Linked DNA regions of Mus musculus: region 2 is linked to region 1. A link is a contact called in public Hi-C data. All regions are on one chromosome and are shown on one strand. Each heading gives the region's core, a stretch centred on a gene start, on an enhancer-like site or on the middle of the called end of the contact. The rest is flanking DNA. Distances are from core to core; before and after follow the strand shown.

The links. Hi-C and Micro-C count contacts between places; a contact is called where the count stands out from the background.
Region 2: a contact with region 1 is called in a Hi-C map of myocytes, with 5 times the contacts expected there. The contact joins the promoter of Cep43 here to the enhancer-like site in region 1. A contact is called at or near these places in 5 of 39 promoter capture datasets (the HPC-7 cell line, cranial neural crest, hematopoietic stem and progenitor cells and 2 more), 1 of 484 Hi-C or Micro-C datasets (myocytes) and 1 of 115 datasets of contacts at active chromatin or transcription factors (memory CD8 T cells).

The regions. Positions count from the first base shown.
Region 1 is chr17:7,874,742-7,877,415 of GRCm38.p6, forward strand. All of the region lies in intron 5 of Gm1604a (predicted gene 1604A), which reads right to left. Among named protein-coding and RNA genes, the nearest start is that of AU041480, 39 kb to the left of the region's middle. Within about 2 kb of position 1,335, at least 95 of the 459 cell types and tissues checked have an H3K27ac peak or open chromatin away from gene starts, as enhancers often do. A contact at or near this core is called in hematopoietic stem and progenitor cells, myocytes and neutrophils, where this site is marked.
Region 2 is chr17:8,164,153-8,166,826 of GRCm38.p6, forward strand. It overlaps Cep43 (centrosomal protein 43), which reads left to right and starts at 1,366. Exons shown (of 12, transcript NM_201230.5): 1 at 1,366-1,546; 2 at 1,772-1,825. The coding sequence starts at 1,445.

The DNA.
Region 1 (2,674 bases), core at 85-2,584:
CTGGGCTCTCTGCTCCCCTGCACCCCTTCCACGGGCGCCTCTGACACTCTGCCTTTCCCTCTCCAGTGCTTTCTCAAAGCTCCCACAGACCAGGTCTGGCCACACACCGAACCACTTTCCGTAGCTTGAAAGAATGAGATAGCCCCCAGCCTGCCCCACTGTGGAAACGTGTCACTGGTAGAAAGACCACGGGCAGAGCAGTTTCCACACAGCTGCTATTGGCTACGTCACACATTTCCGACTTCAATGACTTTTAAAATTTCCCTGTCAGCCAGGGCACTGGCAGCCTTTGTTGTGAAACGCGGTTAACACGAGGCGCTAAGTTTGGGGTTTTCTTTATTCTTTTGGTGACACCACTCACTTCAGGTCTCTGTGTGTGTCAGAAAAGTAAATCCCCTGTGAGTGTACGGCTCAGCTGAGATCTCAGAGGAATGAAGAGAAAGGGGTAGGGGATGGTTGGGGGGGGGGGGCAAGGAAAATAGAAGAGAGAGGCTGGAAGAAGGCAGGCTAGCACCCTCCCCGCTGTCCACCTGGCAGAGCAAAGCGCTCACGGGAGGAAGCCTTTTCCTGGGCGTGGTTTGCTACGTATACATGTTCTCGAGTCAGACGAATATGAATCTGACAAGTGTTCTGTCCTTCACCCTCAGTATGGTTGATAACCTCCAACTGCAAACATTCATCCATTTTGCCAGTAGCAGCAGCAGCCCTCATATCAGCTGGATGTTTTCGTGGTCTTTATAATCACAGGAGGCTGGGACGGGCTGGATTGGAGCTTGTACCACCACCACCACTGTCCGGGACGAGGTATTTTAGGTGACACCGTTAGCACAGGAGGGAAGATTTGGCTTACTAGCTCTGTATAAGCAATTGGCAAGAGCACTGGGCTCAAATTCCTATGTGTGCTTTTGGACACGGGGAGACTTCTAGCAATTTCCACTGCCCCCTCAGGCATCAACCAATCATTTGTAGGTTGGCAATGTTGCTTAGGCGACGTGGCAGACTCCGAGGGGAGTAGGGAAAAGACTAAGTATTCCTCTCTAGTGGGGACTTATTTATACCTCAGATACAAGAAAACAACTGGTCACTTCCCCCGGGAGAAGATTCCTGAATACAGAACAGATTGAGTCCAAACTCAGCCACTAAAGGCAAACAAACTCCTATACGAATGGGCCATAGGCACCTTTCCTCTGTCTTCAACTAAAACTTTACGATGTAAGCTGAGCAGGCCAGGAAGCATTCCTGACCATCAGTTTAATTTCTTAAATGTGCTCCGTGACCTCAGATTAAGCACGCCCCAAAATGTGCTCACTGCCTACTTAAACCACGACCTTGAACTGGGCATGCGCAAGAATGTGCTCCTTAACTGAGCAGGCCCAGGAACAGACCAACCCCTACAGGAATACGGAAAGGCTCCCAGAATAAAAGTCCCTGATTTACCCCCCCCCGGGGGGGCGTGGCTTTGGGAGTAGCTGCCCTGCTCTTGCCTGTTGAGTGAAATACCCGCCCCCCCCCCACCCCCAGGCTTACTTATTTGGACTTTACACCCACCAAGACACAAACCCATTGTCTCCGGCTACATCTGTCCCATTCTCTCCCCAGGGGCTCAGTAACCTTTAGCAAGCACTGAAACCCCCAGTCGCAGCCCGCCCAGGCTTTCCTCTGGGCTGTGTCATTTATCTACAGAGCTAGGCACTGAGGCAGTGGGAGGTGTCTAGTGGGTGGAAAGGCCAGAGAACAAAGTTACAGAGGTGAGTGGTACGCTGTCACTGGTGGTCAAACGCAAAAACTCACAATAGAAGGGATTCTTAGTGTTTGCCTTTTAAATAATAGGAAATGGTAATTTGACTAAAAAACATTTTTTTCTATGTAAAAGATTTGCCTGAGTTTTGACATCTTTAAGATGGAAGAGATTCTGAAAAAACAAGACAATGGGTAACTGTCTCCGCTTCCCCTCCTTACAAACACACACACACACACACACACATACACACGCACGCACGCACGCACGCACGCATGCATACACACGTGGACATGAACTCACACACACATGCCCATGTGCACGCATAAATTGCATAGAGGCGTGTGCTCAAAGCATACATGCTCACAGTCACACTGTCTGCTGACGTGCCGATATCTACCAGATACGAGTAAAAAAAAAAAACTGATTGAAGCTGGTTTGAGGACAGCAGAAGCTGTGAAATCCTGGTCCACGAGGACCATTACTGGAGGCAGGTCATGAATTATGGCCACCTTGCAGATAACATCAGCTCTGGGCTATGGCTGAAGAAGCCGTAGATGAAAACCACGGAGGGCCATTTGCTCAGACTTCACAACAGGCTAAGGCTGGTCCTTTAACTTTTCAGGCCGACCTTTACTAATTAAACAGGTAAGAGAGTCCCGGGTGGATCTTTCCAATTGTTAGCCTGTCTGGAGAAGGCTTGGATCAGCTACCTGCTGCCTCTGTTTACCTCAAGGTTTGATGTGAACATTATCACAGTTTTATGCCGACGATGTGCAGAAGTTTCGAAAGTATTGCCTTTGGTTAAGTCACAAGTTGTGACATTCAGAGCCCCAGAACCCTTCCTGGAGAGCACACACCAGAAAGTGTCTACATTCCATTAAAAACCAAAGAAAAACAAACACACACGTGCACTAGCGCCACTCCAAGAGACTC
Region 2 (2,674 bases), core at 116-2,615, 290 kb after region 1:
GGCCCTCCAGCTGCAGTTTCCCCGTCCTCACTCAAGGGCTCACTCCAAGGCTTCAGACTGATGGCTGCCTGGCTGTGGGAGATAGTTTTCAACATCTTCAAGCCTCTCAATCTTCAAGGGTCTAGAACAGGATAGCCACTCAATTTGAAAGTATTGATTAGATGCATTTCAGACCTTTCTGAGTATCCGATCTACAGATCAGCTAATGCCTCAAGCCCGTCATTCTCCACAGTAGTGTGTCATCTGCATTGGACCAGCCTCCCAACCCCCATTCCTGGTTCCTTCTGCCAACTACACCAGTGCTGCTTTCACTGCACACAGACGAGTTTCTTCCTTTACTGGAGCACTCTCCCCTTCATCTGGCCCTAGCTTGAAGTTTGCACACTACAAGGACTCCTCTTAGTTTTTCCTGATCTATTAAACCCATTTCCTTTCCTGTGCCCCGATTGTAATTAGACTGCCAGCATGGGAAGTACTCTTTGCTCCCTCTTAACCAATGTCCTCAGTGTTCGGTGTGACCCTTCTAACCCCCTAACTGTTCTCCTTAAGGCCAGGCTTAAAAATTAACCTCTCAATGGTTCCTTTCTTGGAAGATGTAGGAAAACAAACAAAAAAACCACTCTTCTAGTTTCTCTCATAAAAAGCAGCACAGAAAGCGTTTAACTTTATTCCTACGTGAATATGCATTCATACTGCACAGGCCACTTGCGTGGTTGGAAATGAGTCCACAACCCTTTTACAGACCGGTATGGGGAAACTTTGTGAAGTTCCAAGCCAACACGTTTGAAGCTTCCCATGTATGAGGCAGCCTGGAATTTCCTCTCCTGGCCGATTGCTCTTTCAAAAGAATAAGAGCAAGGTTCCAGAGACAGCAGACCCCGCCGCCGAGCAAAACCGGCTTAAGCTGAGCGAGTATACACGCACAGAGGCGAGAATAGAATGCCTACTTGCTGCTCACGCTTAGAAACAACCCCTTGGAAGGCCCCGCCCCGCAGTTTACTCCGCCCACTTGGAGTCTCCGCTCCGCAGTTCCTCTTGTCCCTCCCTCCCAGAGCCTCTCCCCCCGACACCGCCATCTAAGCGGGTCGAGCCAGTAAGTTCAGCCAAAGTGGACTCTTCTCTCGCACAGGAATGGGGAAATTAAGTGCAATTTAGTGAAATTTCTAATATAATTCTGTTAATATGCCACAGAGCGCGTCACCAGAGCCTGACCCGGTCACCAGAGCCTGACCCCGCCCCGTGTCCATGGCTCCGCCCATAAACGACACGCTGAGACCTCGCCCCTCGCGTCATGAAACCCAAACACCGGCCTGAAGGCCCCACCCCGTAGGTCTTCTTCCCCGCGTGAGGGGCGGGGCTGCGACTGCGCGCTCGCGGGCCGGGTGGCTTCCGCGGCGGCCGTTGGCCGTTAGCGCGGCTTGGGTGGTTGTCTTGGAGAAGCAAGATGGCGGCGACTACCGCCGCGGTGGTGGCCGAGGAAGACACGGAGCTGCGCGACCTGCTGGTGCAGACGCTGGAGAACAGCGGCGTGCTGAACCGCATCAAGGTGCGGCGGGGCGGCCGCCGGGGCTCGGGGCTGCGCGGGACGCCGGCACGAGGCGGCCACGCGGCCGTGGGGCCTTGGCCCGAGTTCGTGGGCCGGGTGTGGAGCGCACAGGCCCGTCGCCTTCCATCGCTCGCTGCCCGCGCGGCCGGCACCCTCGTGTCTGCCCCCGTTCTTTCAGGTTGCGAAACTGACTTATAATCTTGTGGTTTTTTTTTTTTTTTGAAGGCTGAACTCAGAGCGGCTGTGTTTTTAGCACTAGAAGAACAAGAAAAAGTAGAGGTAAGAGATCCCCAGACCTTGTTCATGCCGTACCTCTTAATGCCCGGTTTCTAATAAATGAAAAGCCGTCCTGAAATAGTTCAGTAACTAACCGGGGATGCTTCTGAACGGCTAAGGATTGGGCTTTTACCAATACTCATTTTCTAAATCATTTTGCACGTTTAGAGTGGCCTTAAAGTAGCACAGGAATTTCGGGAGACAGTAGTAGCTAAGGCTCAGGTGCAGGAGTCACGTGAAAGCGGTTCGTTGAGTTACCGGAAGTATTACTTTGAAATTTTTATAAGCTAGTACACTTCAAATGTCTTGGCAGTAAGGAATGCACACTGGAACCTTTTCCCAAATTCTGATTGGTTGGTTAAAAATCTGACCATTACTTTAAAAACATCTCTGATCTTATCCCCCCACCCCCCAAAAAAGAAATCTAGTGAGACCTGAATGTTTAATAACTTGGCTTTTCTGCCTACCCCAGGCCCCAGCAACCATCCTGAGTAAATGTCCTGTAACTCCTTGTCAGTAAGAATCACAGGAGAATCAAAGTCTTACTGTGTGACAGATCTGCCTCCATCCTTCCACGGCTGTGGCCCTGTTTAACCTACCTGCTCTTAACTTTCTCCTCTTCATCCTTACTGGTTGGTTCTTGGCCAGGCTGGGTCCCATTGTCCACCCTTGGGAGTCTCATGTTTCTTTGCTTTCTAGTTAAACAGTAATTATCATTTGATCCAGTGAATTATTTTCTTAACCTGTTTCTGCATAAGCATTGCCAAAGAAAAGTCACTTAGCCAGGTGACTGTGTGAGTTCCGTAGTGGTGGGTTGTAACTGAGCAGGGTCTGGGGTTCTCCCGTCTGGTC